3 separate regions of the Mus musculus genome follow, and all the other regions are linked to region 3. A link is a contact called in public HiChIP or PLAC-seq data. All regions are on one chromosome and are shown on one strand. The core of a region is the stretch at or near the end of the contact, and the rest is flanking DNA. Distances in the headings are between cores, read along the strand shown. Region 1 holds the start of Mul1 (mitochondrial ubiquitin ligase activator of NFKB 1). Region 2 holds the start of Camk2n1 (calcium/calmodulin-dependent protein kinase II inhibitor 1). Region 3 holds the start of Pla2g5 (phospholipase A2, group V).

Region 1 (4,563 bases), core at 719-3,218, 380 kb before region 3:
TCAAGCAGTTGCTAAGAAGCCCCTCCCTGTCATTTGATATGTGAGATTGCAGTTGCCTTGGATAGAATTCCGATTTAGAACCCTAGGGTTGCAGAAGGGAGCTGGTACATTGCAGGTTTTCCGCAAATGAGGTTTCTGGTGAAATTCCTAGAAAATCGCAGGTTTACTGCTGGGAAGGGAGGAAGGCCTTGGGCAATTATTAATTTTGCTGGAATTATATTTTACATTTATTTATTTGTTGTGCACATGTTGGCAATATACACGCCATAGCCTGTGAGCGGAGATCAGAGGACCGTGTTTGACAGTCGGTTCTCCTTCCATCCCGTGGGTCCCAGGGACTGAACTCAGGTTGGACAGCAAGCGCAGAGCTTTACCGGCTAGCTGTCTTAGCACCCTTATGCTGGAATTCTTCTCTGGCAAGAGCCTTTGACCAAATTGCTGAGAAACGTGCTTCTTTTTCCTGTCCCAACGTTTTTCCTGCCTCAACAAACGTTTCAAATTTTATTCAACCAACTGACTATTGGAATTAGATCATTTTTATTCTTTTGTTATTTAAAAAGCACTCCAATGAATATCATTAGGTCTATTTTGAGGAATTTAAAGGATAACCTATAGGACACTGCAAGGAGAACCCAGGCTTTGCAGGCAGATGTGCTGGCTAAGACTTGCGGCGACTCTGATGTCTGAGAGGAGTTGGACGAGTTCTCCAAAGGTCACCTGGGTTGAAGCCCATTATCATTTTTAGTTAAAGGTCTGAGTGTATTTATATTCTCCCCACCACTTGTTTTTTTGAGACAAGGCTTCTCTGTGTAGTCCCAACTGTACTAGAACTCGTTCTGTAGACCAGGCTGGCCTTGAACTCAGAGGTCTGCCTTCCTCTGCTTCCTGAGTGCTGGACTGTGTGTATTTCTTAACCGAAGCCTCAGTTTCCTCTCCTGAAACTCTACTGTGGCAGTGGTTGAATGCATCAAATGCTGGTCTGGAGTGACTGGGACGGAGCTAAGTGGAAGAACACTTGAAACCCTGGGTTTGGTCCCTAGATAGTGGAGTGAAACACAGGCCAGGCCTAAGAAATACGAACTACAGTACAAGGCATATAATAGTCACTCAATAAAAATATTTGCTGTTATTATTAAATAAGCAGTATGCTGTTTTGGGGGTGGCGTGGCAGTAGATTAAGAGCTATTTTCGCGATTCAACTGGTGTAGAATCAATTCAACTGGTGTAGTGGTTGAGGGCTTTGAAGCTGGACTAATTTTTCTCCAGCTCTCCTTTGCAGTATGGCTCCGACCATGTTCTCCATCCCCTCTGGCCCCAGTTTCTTTTTTCTTCTTCTTTCTTCTCTTCTTCTTCTTCCTCTTCCTCCTTCTTCTTCTTTTTTGGTTTTTCGAGACAGGGTTTCTCTGTATTGTCCTGGAACTTACTTTGTAGACCAGGCTGGCCTCGAACTCAGAAATCCGCCTGCCTCTGCCTCCCAAGTGCTGGGATTAAAGGTGTGCGTCACCACGCCGGGCTAGTTTCTTCATCTTTAAAAGCCAGGTTTCAAGGTTCTCCGATAGCTTAAAGCCTAACACTTCTTGGTGCTGAACACGCGTTTTACTCAGCTCCCCATCTGACGGCGGCGACATCAAATAATCCAGCAAGGGCTGGAGAAACAGACCAGTGAGTAAAGGTGCTTTGCCACCATGGCTAAGAACTTGAGTTCCATCCCAAGGACCCATAAAGTAGGAGAAACCGGGACGCTCAGATCGAGTCCTGCCCTCTATAGGTGCACCAAGGCACGCTCTCATAGGATAAATTAGATGTCATTTAACAATAACGGAGCAAGAACGTCTAGAAACCCGGAGGGAGAGCTCCCACGTGACCACAGCCAGCCCCACCGGTTTCCCAGGAGGCCGCAGTAACGTCGCAACCACCTAGGCAACGTCTTTGCTCCACCCCCGTCCTCCACTTCCGGTTTTTACGTCATCGACGGGCGACGGGTTCCGGGAAGGGCTGCGCGGCTGCGTAGGGGTCGCAGGTGATTTCGAGGCGGCTGGTGCGGCTTGGGGTCGCCATGGAGAGCGGTTCGCGACCGTCGCTCGGCCAGGTCATCCTGCTGGGCACCAGTTCGATGGTCACCGCCGTACTGTACTCCATATACCGGCAGAAGGCCCAGGTCGCGCAGGAACTCAAGGTCAGTGCGGGGGGTGGGGTGGGCAGCCCGGTCTCACTGGCAGCTCGCGCCGGGGCGCACCGGGGAGCCACAGGGCCCCAGACGACGCGCAGCCAGAGGGGATCCCGGGCACCTGCTGCAGCGAGGCTGCCCCCCCCCAGTGACCCTCAGTGTCACTGGACGTTATTGCAGTGCTGTAAAACTGTTTCTCGAAAACCTGCTGGGCACCAGGTAGTGAGAAAAACAGGCCATTGTCCTGGTGCACAGTGCATTCTAGGTCAACCACACGCCTACACGTAATTGGATCGTGTGATAGGGCGAGAATCGGGTTGGAGTAGGGCAGAGAAAAGCGGAAAGATAGGGAAACGGAGAGTTCCGTTCCTTTTGCTATAGTAAAATATCTGACAGAAAGCAGCTTAGGAGAGGGAGAAGGGTTATTTCGTTTGTAGTTTCAGGTTACCATTCATCATCGCGGGGAAGTCCAGGCCAGGAACTTGAGTCAGCTGCAAATCACGTCTGAGTCGAGAGAAACAACTATTAAACAGTCCAGAGCCCAGACCTAGAGAATGGTGTCAGTCACAACACAACAGCGAGTTTCCCCCCTTCAGTTAGAGCTATCAGGACAGTGTCTAAACAGCTATGCCTACACAGGCTGACTCAATATAGACAGTTCCTTGTTGAGACACTCTTTCCAAGTGATTCTAGATTATGGCCATTGACAGGGGGGCGTCGCCATTTTAAACAAGGTGATACTTGGGTCGGAGATGGAGGATGTGAAGATATGTAAGGCAGGGGTGATTCCAACGTGAAGAACAGCAAACTTAGAGGCTCATTTGGAGAACAGAGAACTTAAAGGCTCATCTATTTAACCGCTCCGCTCCAGGTTTCTACAGTCATTTCTTTGTATATTATAGTTACTTTAAAACTACATTCTCATTTGAGGGTTGCACTTAACAGCTCAGACGGCACATTTCCGTCTCTGTTTTATTTTTGTCTCCAGTCCCAGGTGATCTTTTGGCCTCTATTGGGTACCAGGCATGTATGTGATACACAGACATGCATGCAGGCAAAACCACCCATATAATAAAAAGTAATAAGGTAAAGATGTGAAAGGCCCTTGCTTTTGTGTTAGGACCCAGAGATAAAGCTGGGGTGGAGCGGAGCCCCCAGGGGTCTTCGCCCTCACTGGCTTGTCGCTGTTAATTTAGCTTTTGTAGTTGGCTTGTTGAGGACTGGTGGCTGAGGCTGGCTCTTATGGGTACCGTGGCACAGCTCTGCCTGGAACTCCAGCAACACGACACTTTTTGTCCTCCTTTCTTAGTTGACCGCCTTGCTCTGTGGCACCTGTCAAGCTGACGAACCTTGAAAGGGCGGGGGGATCATCTTCATCTCTCGGTTCTTACCTCAGCGTGTGACGAGCAGTAGCTGCCCAGCGCATGGTGGTGGTGTTATGCTGGCTGGAATTTCACAGTCCATCAGCCAAAGACTTGTTCTGGCAGTTGTATGGAAGATGGACTTTGGAGCCCAAGTCTTATCACCAGGTTGGTTTCAGTAAGGGCTCAGAAACAAAACCGTGGAGTTCTGCAGTGAAAAGGATTGGATCAGAAGTTCCCAGTGTAACGAGGCAGAGGCAGGTGGGTCTCTGAGTTCAAGGGACACCAACCAACCAACCAAACAAACAAACAACCCAGAAAACCAAGCACAAAAAGACAAACAAAAAACCCAGAACAAACAACAACAAAACAAGTGAAGGACACCTGCAGATGAACGATACGTCCTAGGCCAGCCTGTGGTACTTGAGACTTAGTCCCTAAAAGGATGAAATAACCCTTCCTGGAAAAAGCTGTGGGAGCCCTAGTGTCCGCTTGCACCTGTTGGTCAGGTCACAGCTTACAGAGCTGAGTTTGTACTTACTCCCGTGTTTTTCCTGGTGACACGAATGTTTGATTATTGCATGGCTTCTGTCGTAGGGTTTTACTGCTGGGAACAGACACCATGACCAAGGCAACTCTTATAAAAGACAGCATTTAACTGGGGCTGGCTTACAGGTTCAGAGGTTCAACCCATTATCATCAAGGCAGGAACATGGCTGCATCCAGGCAGGCATGGTGCAGGAGGAGCTGAGAGTTCTCCATCTTCATCTGAAGGCTGCTAGAAGAATGCTGGCTTCCAGGCAGCTAGGACTAGGGCATTAAATTAAACCCACACCCTTAGTGACACACCTACTCCAACAAGGCCACTTCTAATAGTGCCACTCCCTGGCCCAAGCATAGACAAACCATCACAACTTCCATGTGTCCGCTCTGGACTGTGTTTTCCCATACCTCAGAGTTCATTTATCCCACTCAGAAAATTCCATGAGATCGTCTTCTCCCTCCCTTTACAGTTTGGAAGCAGACTCAGATGAG
Region 2 (4,422 bases), core at 1,436-3,935, 360 kb before region 3:
TGGTCTGCAGTAAGGATGAGGCCCTGACCCTGGCTCCATCACTAGACCTTGACCTTGGCCAAGTCCCTCCCCCTTCTCCTGCCTCATCAGTTGAATACAGAAGCGGCTTCTCCTCTTCCTACCTACGAAGGCTCTTCTATTTGAGACACCAGGTCAATAATGGATGTGAAAAGTGCTTTGGGGCAAACCCAGAAAGCGTAGCACAAATGTAAGAGCCGCTTGTAAGTTTATACCACCCTGTGTCTTGGGCCTTTGTCATCTCTCTCAGCACTTGAGAGCTAACCTCACAGCTGACTCGCAGCGGGGCCTTAATGAATGAAGACAGGCAGCTTCAGGAGGGACCATCCACAATCTGGGGACCTGCTGCTTCTACTGTTGACAAGCCATGGGACTCTGAGCCAGTTTCCTATGTGTGCATTGCAGGCTCGGGTTAGGCGATGTTTAGGGAGGCTTCCCAGCCCAGGCGGCTCTGAAGTGGGGGAATGGTTAAAGAGACGCACCTTCTCACAGAGGGAGCCATTTCTTATTCAACTACTGCACACCCACTGACAGCTCCGCCCCCGGGGGCCTTCTCCTCTTTAACTGTCTTGAGGGGCACACCGGCAGTTGGGCAGGGGAGACTACTGGGGTTCAGGGAGGATAGACCCCTTGCCTAAAGTGTCACTGCAAGGGAAGCACAGGGTTGGGGTTCAAGATCGGGCCTGTACCCAGAAGTCAAGTTTATTCCACCTGTCACAATCTATTTCTCCACCCCTTCGTCTTCGCATCCTGAGGTCTGGATTCTGGAAACCAGCCAGCCCTTTAACATTGGGGGGAGGGGGCACGGGTTCTAGGCTGCGTCATCCCTGGCTGATGGCAACCCCCTCCCCTGCTCTCCGGCGAGGGGGCGGGGTGCTAGGTGAGTTAGGAGCCTAATGACAAGGATTAGCTTCCTAGCCCTGCCTCTCTCCTGCAGGCTGCTGACCTTGGACTGGTTACCCCTCGCTGGGGTTAGGCCAGCTCTGCTGAGCAGGTCTGGTCTCCTTGGGGAGAGCAGGTGCTCCAGGCTCAGGCGAGGATAATGAGCACTCCTCACGCACCTTGCCCCCTTGAAGTTACCATCTGGCAGACAGATGCGCCTGCCAGGCCTCCTGGGCTTCCCGGGTCTCCCTCCCAGGGTGCAGGAGCACGCTCCGGGTTTTGAGGCTGCAGTATCTCTCCAGAGCTTTATTAAGACTGTTGTTATAAGAGAGGTCCCGGAGGGCAAAGGGCTGCAGGCCCGGGGCGTCCCCAGCGAGTCAGAGGGCTCTAGGAGCCGGGCATCCCGGGCAAGCCCAGAGTAATGAGGCTCTCCCCTATCCCGCGGGAGGCGGGGCTGCCCCCTCCTCCCCTCCTTCTTGTCCCCGGGGTTGGTGCGGGGGGAGCCAGGGCCCCCGCACAGAGGGACAAGAAGTGAGAAAAAGGCCTTCCTGGCAGATCCAGTGGGCACGGGGATAGAGGAATGCCCGGCAGGGTCTAAGTGGGGCACAAGTGTGGTGGGGGAAGGGAGAGGAGTGCCCGCGGGTGGCCCAGTACGCTCCGATCCTTGACCTCTGTAACTGGCCTCCAGGGAGGTCAGCATCCGCGTCCTTCCCGGCCGGTGCGTCCTCGGTCCCCTCCCCTCCCACTGCTTCGGGTTCCCCTCGGGAGTCACAGCCAGCCGAGCCGGCGCGCACAGGCTCCGGGTCGGGTAAACACCGCGCGGGAGGGGCGCGGGCCGTGCGGGGCGGGGCGGGGCGGGGCGGGGCGCACCGGGGCCCCTCAGCGCAGGCGGGACGGAGGGAACGGGGGCGGGGGCAGGAAGCCAGCCGCGGTCCGGCGCGGCCCCGTGACGTCGCTTAGCTTCCAGGGATCTCTCCCCGAGGCCCACGGGTCCCCTCCTCCCTCCCTCCTCTGGCGCCTCGCTTTCAGCCTGGGCTGGCATTCTCCCTAGCAGCTCGCAGGCTGCTCCTTCGTCCCTGCCTCCCTCTGTCCCCCCTCTCTCCTCCTTCCTTCTCCGACCCTCTATTTTTCCCTCTTTCGCTTCTCCGCTCTGCCTCTCCGATCCAAATCTAGTCTCCCCCCTTTTCTTTTTCTCCCTCCTTCCTCACCCTCCCTCCTCCCGCCGCTCCCCTTGCCTTCTTCTGTCTTTCTGTTTTTCTCCCCGTCGCCCTCTCGGTTTCTTCCCTCCCTCCCTCCCTCCCTCCGGGTTTCCTCCCCCTGCCCTCCCTCCTTTTTGCTCCCCTCCCCCTCGGCCGCTCGCTGCTTCACAGTCCCCGAGTCGCCGCCGCTGCCGCCGCCCGCATCCGCGGCAGGACTGGCCCGCGCGCTCCCCGGGGTGCGCCCACCTCGGTCCCGCGCCCTCCGGGCTCGCAGGGACACCCTCCTCCCCGCGCGTCGCGGCCCCGCCCGGCTCGGCCCCCGCCCCGCGCCCGAGAGCGCCGAGGATGTGAGTCCTGCCCGCCGCTGCCGGAGCAGCAGCCACTCGCGCGCGGAGCCCGAGCGCAGCGCAGCTCAGCTGCGGGCGCTCGTTGGGTCGCTCGCGCGGGCTGCGCGCTCCTGCCCCAAGCGGTGTCCCTCCCCGGCCTCTCGCCGGCCCCAGCGCCGCGGCAGCCCCGAGGGCCGTCCCCGGCCGGCCATCCCCGGCCCCAGCGCCGCTGACCCTGTCCTCCGCGGGCGGGGACGCGGGCGGAGGAGGTGCCGCCTCGGAGCCCCCGGACGCGACCATGTCGGAGGTGCTGCCCTACGGCGACGAGAAGCTGAGCCCCTACGGCGACGGCGGCGACGTGGGCCAGATCTTCTCGTGCCGCCTGCAGGACACCAACAACTTCTTCGGGGCTGGGCAGAGCAAGCGGCCTCCCAAGCTGGGCCAGATCGGCCGGAGCAAGCGCGGTGAGTTCCCCGCCCCTTACCCCCTGCGGTGCTGGTGCTGCAGCCTGGCTGGGGCTCAGGGGTCCCCGCGGTAGTAGGAGGACCATCTGCGAGATCTAGGGATCCCTCCTGCGGCGGAAGCTGGATCAGGCCTCGGGCAAGAGTCCCCGCTTGTCCGGGCCACCAGCGGGGTCACCCGGGGGCGTGGTAGCCTCTACTTGCTGCCGAGGCCCAAAGGTTATACCCGCGTCCTCAACCGCACCAAAGTTTGCTTTTAGGTTTCACACCCCTCCCCCTTTTTGCGCAGTGGAGTCGCATCTGCACTCTCTCTGCTCGGCCACCCTGGGGTAAGGGGTCCTGGAGCTTCTTAGGGGTCTGCGTGGGGCGCTGCAGGGGAAGGACCTTAACTCCCGCGGGGAAGGGCGAGGAGCATTCAGGTCGCACTGGCTTTTCACTGTTACTTGGCAGAGGGGAGAAGGGTGGTCTAGCCTGAGATATTGGAGTTGGAGAAGCCCCAGGGAAACCGAGACTCAGGGTGCTGCCGGAAAAGACTGGGGTGGCGAGGTGAAGTGGGGAGATGGTCGGGAGACCGAGGTGGGCTGAGAGCTAAAGCGAGGGAGCTGTAAGGGAGCCTGGGACTCAAGTCTAGGGAGGACGCTGAAGTGCTGGAACAATGAGGGTGACAGACAAGGAGACCTACGGGTAGAGACCCAGAGTTCTGGACAGGTGATCTGATCATCCAGTACAGGGACCGGTGGAGGGACTGAGAGAGGCCAGTGGAGGCAGTGAGGCAGGCGGAAGAGGCAACTGAAGGTAAAGCCCCAGGCGGCAGCGAAGGGAGGTTCTGCCCTTTGCGGTGGCACAGAGAGCGGAGGGGCGGAGGCTACAGACCGGGGAACGGGGAAGGGAGAACGGGAGGGGGACACCCGTTCAGGCCAGGCCTAAACTTTGCAGCCGCTGATCGGCGTGGGAACCTACCCCAGCTTTCCTTCCTGCTCCGGGCATCTTTGAACCCGGCCTGGGCTACCGCCACCAGTGATCTGAAGACCTCAGTTTCCCTTTCTCTCCTTAAGAATCAGCCTAGGAGACTTCTTTGTAAAGGGTTGCATCGGGTTGCAGTCGAGCTGGGATGGCTCCCTCTGGCTTGCTCCTTCTTAGAATCCATCTAGGATGAGGGCTAGGCAGTGGGGCAGTTCAGAACCAGGCAGGGAAGGGAGCCTAGGGCAATGGGGCTGTTCACCCTGCTTGGAACAGCCAGCCTTCCTTCCTCGCCCTCCCCTGCACCTCCATAATGGGGATAGACAAAGTATCTGCGACCCCTGGCTAGCCCAAGCTCTCTCACATTTCTCTTCCCCTCCCCCCCCTTTTTTTTTTTTTTTTTTTGCAGTTGTTATTGAAGATGATAGGATTGATGACGTGCTGAAAACCATGACCGACAAGGCACCCCCTGGTGTCTAACTGCCCCAAAGACAATGTGTTGAGGGAAAGAATAAGAAGAGTGGCGGGCTGTGACAGTTACTGACAAAAAGCACGAGGAGGAGGAGGAGGGAGAAA
Region 3 (4,039 bases), core at 503-3,002:
ATGTTGTCCTCAGATACACACACACACACACACACACACACACACACACACACACAGTAGCTTGGGAAAGTCTCCACACTCCACAAAAATAAATAAGGTAATAAAAAAATTAGTGTGTTATTATGAAATTCACCATTCTGTACAATGAATCCATGGTAGTGTGGTAGTGGAAAAATTAAAAGATATTCTCAACGCAAGAAGTCCAAAGTCCTTGCCTATGTGAATATCTGGGCTGAAGGCTTGGGGATTTGGTTTGGTTGGCTGGTTCAGTTTGTTTTTAAGATCCAGAACTTGGGCCATGACAAACTCCCTACTGTTCTGACCGGATGCTCACAGCTCGGTGAGTTGTGGCCAATCAGGCTGCCCCTCCCTGGCTTTCCCACCCCACTTCCTTTCCTCTGGCTATAAGTACAGCCTGTCCTTGAGTGGGTGGGGCATCCACTTCTGGTCTGGAGCGTTGCCTGACTCAAATCACCACCACAGTGAAGGCCTGTGGCGAGCTGGTCACTTCTCCCTTAGCGGTATTGTCCCTTGCAGATCAGAACTGGCTCCTCAGGGTCACAGGGTACTTCAGCTCTGAGCTGAACCTTGGTCAAGGCCAAATAACCTTCCAGATCGGACTGTTCAGGGAATGGAGGGAGACATTGGAAGGGCGCTGGAGGGAGGAGAAAGCTCCCCTTGTATGGGCTGGCAATGGCATGGCGCCCTTTTCTAGATTGTTTGGTTTGTGCCCTAGGTGGCTGGCATGCAGGAGTTAGGGAGGGAGGGGTTAATTAGATGTGAATGAACTCTTTGCCCAACTCTTTTCCCCATCTTTTCCCCAAAGGGGAATGTTCACTTGTGGTTTGGATTTAAAAAAAAAAAATCCAGGGTTGAAGAGATGGCTTATCCATCTATACAAGCATGCCAAGGGTATAGACCTAAGCTTGCTCCCCAGAACCCATGTAAATAAAACAAGATCTCAGGTACAGGGTGTGTGGCTGCCATCCCAGCACTGGGGAGGCAAGTAGATGGCCAGTGTGTTCAATCATGAGCTCCGGGTTCAGCGAGAGCCCCTTGCCTCAAAAAATGAGTTGGAGAAGCAAAATGGCCTCCACATGCATACACATACATGCACATGTGTACCTGTACACATGTGTATATATACCACACAAACATGTACATAATAAACATGAGAAAGTTGGGCTAGCCTTCAGATGGCTGTAAGCAGGAGTCACAATCCACCCCATTTATAACCCTGTCCTGCCTTAGTTCATTTTAGGAATGGCCATACTGAGTACCCTTACTTTAGACATGACTGCTCTCAGGAACTACCCTAGCCCTGGTCTGACAAACGGCTTATAAGGGATCCTGAGACCCTAGAAGATTCCTCTGTCAGAAGCTGTGCCCACTGCTCCCCAAACCCCTCTCGGGTTCTCCAGACTCCACCTGCCCAGATGCTCTCTCTCCAGCCCACTGCCCCTCCATTTTGGGATCTTCCCTCCCAGTCACTGACCTTTGTAGCCTGGTCTCAGCGCCTGTTCCCAGGGCCCGTTCCTAGGAGCAGCCTCAGTAGACAGAGTCTGGATCCCTGCGTTTATGGCCGGCAGCACAAGCATCAGGGTCTACAAGCTGCAACACAGGAGGACAGACTCTGATCATGGGAGCACGCAATGAACTCTGGCCAGCAAGCATCCCGCTCAGCCCCCAGCAGCCTTCATGGTGGCAGAAAGTCCAGCAAAAGCAGAGGCTGGCACAGCACAGGCCCCTCTGCAGCAGGGCCCTGGGCAGCCACCCAGCGCATTCCAGTGGGGAGGGCAGGGGAAGAGAGGCAAGTTATCCAGGTCACAGCCTTATCCACTTCAGAAGCCTTCGATAATCCCTTAGCCCTGACTAACCCCCGTGGGGCCTGCATTGGAACCTTCTTAATTATCTGAGAGGCTAAGTGTCTTGACTGTCTGAGGACCCAGGTGCCAAAGTGTTGTCCCGGCCAGGAGCACGAACACAGAGCCCGTGGTAGGGATGGCCCAGGACGGTGGAGGAGAAGTGGGTCCAGCTGAAGCCACTGGGGAGGCCAAGTGTCTCGGGAGGGTTGCTAGATCGGAGCTTGGAGAGCAGAGGCATGGGTTTCAATTTTCCGAGGTTTTTTTCTGAATTACAAGGGAATGCTTCTGTGTGAGTCTTTGCCTGCGGGGGGGCGGGGAGGGAGGGGGGTGGAGGGTCAGATTCACAAGGCGAAGGTGAGGACCCTAGGGGACCCAGTGTTCAATCCGGGAAGCTGGGTCTGAGCCAGTGCATCACCAAAGACATCGCCCAAGGGTCTGGAAATTAAGGTTAGAGCAACAGGGGGAGCTGACAGACACCCCTCGCCCAGCCAGAACTGCAACAAGGAAGGGAGGGGGTGAGGGAAGGAGGGAGGGAGGGAGGGAAGGAGAGGGAAAGATGAAGGAAATAGAGAGGGAGCGAGGGAGGAAGAAAGGAAGAAGAAAATGAGCAGAGGTACTCCACGATCAAGCGGTCACGGGTCTCCCAAAATATCATTTTGAAATTTTTGAATTCTGCTTAAAGTTATAAGACTTATCCATAAATCCTCAATTCCTAATAATTTGCTGTTCTTTCTCTGTCTCTGTCTCCCTGTGTGTGTCTCTGTCTCTGTCTCTGTCTGTCTGTCTCTCTCTCCCTCATCTGAGGGCAAACTGAAGAAACTTACCCATAAGTCATCCCCAGTTTCTCCTCCAATGAGAAGATAGTATTTTACACAAACAAGCAAACTTAGGACCGTGAAATTTTTTTTTACTTATTTATTCTTATTTTATGTGCATTGGTGTTCTGCCTGCTGGTATGTGTATGGGAGGGTGTCAGATTCCCCAGCAATGGGGAACTGGAACTAGGGGTACTGGAACTACAGACAGTTGTGAGCTGCCGTGTGGGTGCTGAGAATTGAACCCCAGGTCCTTTAGGAGGAGCCTCCAGTGCTCTTGACCGCTGAGCCATCTCTCTAGCCCTGGCCATGAAGAAATTTAACACTAGGAAAGATACCCACAGGCCTGAGCACCGCATGGCCCAACCACAGTGGGAGCCACTGTGATGTGCAAGTGGCGGAGAGATGGGAGAGAGAAGGAAGGTGAACAGTTTGAGCTCTATGAAGAAAGGGGGAACTGGAGATGTGAGGGTGGTGAGGAACAACCTGATGTGAGTGGTCTACCCTGCCACACGAGGCCATGGTGAAGTCCCACTCCGTGAGCACTGCTACTGAGCACCAAGTCTGGGTCTATGGCCTTGCAGCTGCAGGGGTCTGTGTCAATGTCTGTGGCTCATATTACTACCAAAGGCCATGCGGATGTCCCTGATCTGGACTGAGACCTGGGACCATGTTGATGTCCAAGGGCTGTGCAGAGTTAGTCTTGCCCCTCACTGGCTGCAGCACTCTGGAGAGCAGGCCCTGCACCTTGCTTGGGCAGTACAGTAGAACTGGACCTGATGTTGTGGGCAACGGTGAACCGGCCAAGGTTATGAGAGTGGAAGAGCTGGCCCAGCCCTTTGCTGGCTGTAGAATTGGGTGAATTACTGGGGCAGAGAGTTTGCCCTGGTGGTGTGGGTGCAGGAGAGCTGGTGGACTGACCAACTCAGCTACCACCCAGGCCCACATCCAGGGCTCTGAGTTGGCCCATCCCAACATCTACACCATCAATAGACTGCTGGAGCATGTGAAGGGGCGGGTCCTGCAGATCCAAAGCTGCAGGATCTCCATGACAACAGGTAACAACAGGATATCTCTGAGGAGTCCCAGTGAGGTTGCAGTATTGATAGTGTAACAAAAGCCAGAGGCCTCAACCAGACCAGTGTCTCATTGCAATGAACATTTGCAGGTAAAGATGTGTGGACAAGGGCTGGAGAGATGGCTCAGCGGTTAAGAGCACTGACTGCTCTTCCAGAGGTCCTGAGTTCAATTCCCAGTAACCACATGGTGGCTCACAACCATCTGTAATGGGATCTGATGCCCTCTTCTGGTGTGTTTGAAGACAGCTACAGTGTACTCATAGACATAAAATAAATAAAT

What was found. HiChIP or PLAC-seq counts read pairs in DNA pulled down with a chosen protein or histone mark.
Region 1: a contact with region 3 is called in an H3K4me3 HiChIP or PLAC-seq map of embryonic basal ganglia, with 4 times the contacts expected there. The contact joins the promoter of Mul1 here to the promoter of Pla2g5 in region 3. A contact is called at or near these places in 4 of 39 promoter capture datasets (cranial neural crest, frontonasal cranial neural crest, hippocampal neurons and 1 more), 1 of 15 datasets of contacts at CTCF or cohesin (embryonic stem cells), 3 of 484 Hi-C or Micro-C datasets (embryonic stem cells and nephron progenitors) and 17 of 115 datasets of contacts at active chromatin or transcription factors (the 230-238 cell line, bone marrow-derived macrophages, embryonic basal ganglia and 8 more).
Region 2: an H3K4me3 HiChIP or PLAC-seq map of neural tube shows a contact between it and region 3, with 5 times the contacts expected there. The contact joins the promoter of Camk2n1 here to the promoter of Pla2g5 in region 3. A contact is called at or near these places in 7 of 39 promoter capture datasets (the 3T3-L1 cell line, the C10 cell line, the HPC-7 cell line and 5 more), 1 of 15 datasets of contacts at CTCF or cohesin (embryonic stem cells), 2 of 484 Hi-C or Micro-C datasets (both in embryonic stem cells), 17 of 115 datasets of contacts at active chromatin or transcription factors (craniofacial prominence, embryonic basal ganglia, embryonic forebrain and 7 more) and 3 of 9 other capture datasets (adipose tissue, liver and macrophages).

The regions. Positions count from the first base shown.
Region 1 is chr4:138,432,704-138,437,266 of GRCm38.p6, forward strand. Mul1 (mitochondrial ubiquitin ligase activator of NFKB 1) reads left to right here and starts at 1,969. Exons shown (of 4, transcript NM_026689.3): 1 at 1,969-2,176. The coding sequence starts at 2,057.
Region 2 is chr4:138,452,463-138,456,884 of GRCm38.p6, forward strand. Camk2n1 (calcium/calmodulin-dependent protein kinase II inhibitor 1) reads left to right here and starts at 2,686. Exons shown (of 2, transcript NM_025451.2): 1 at 2,686-2,889; 2 at 4,256-4,422. The coding sequence starts at 2,724. The coding sequence ends at 4,326.
Region 3 is chr4:138,817,505-138,821,543 of GRCm38.p6, forward strand. Pla2g5 (phospholipase A2, group V) reads right to left here and starts at 1,753. Exons shown (of 5, transcript NM_011110.4): 1 at 1,496-1,753.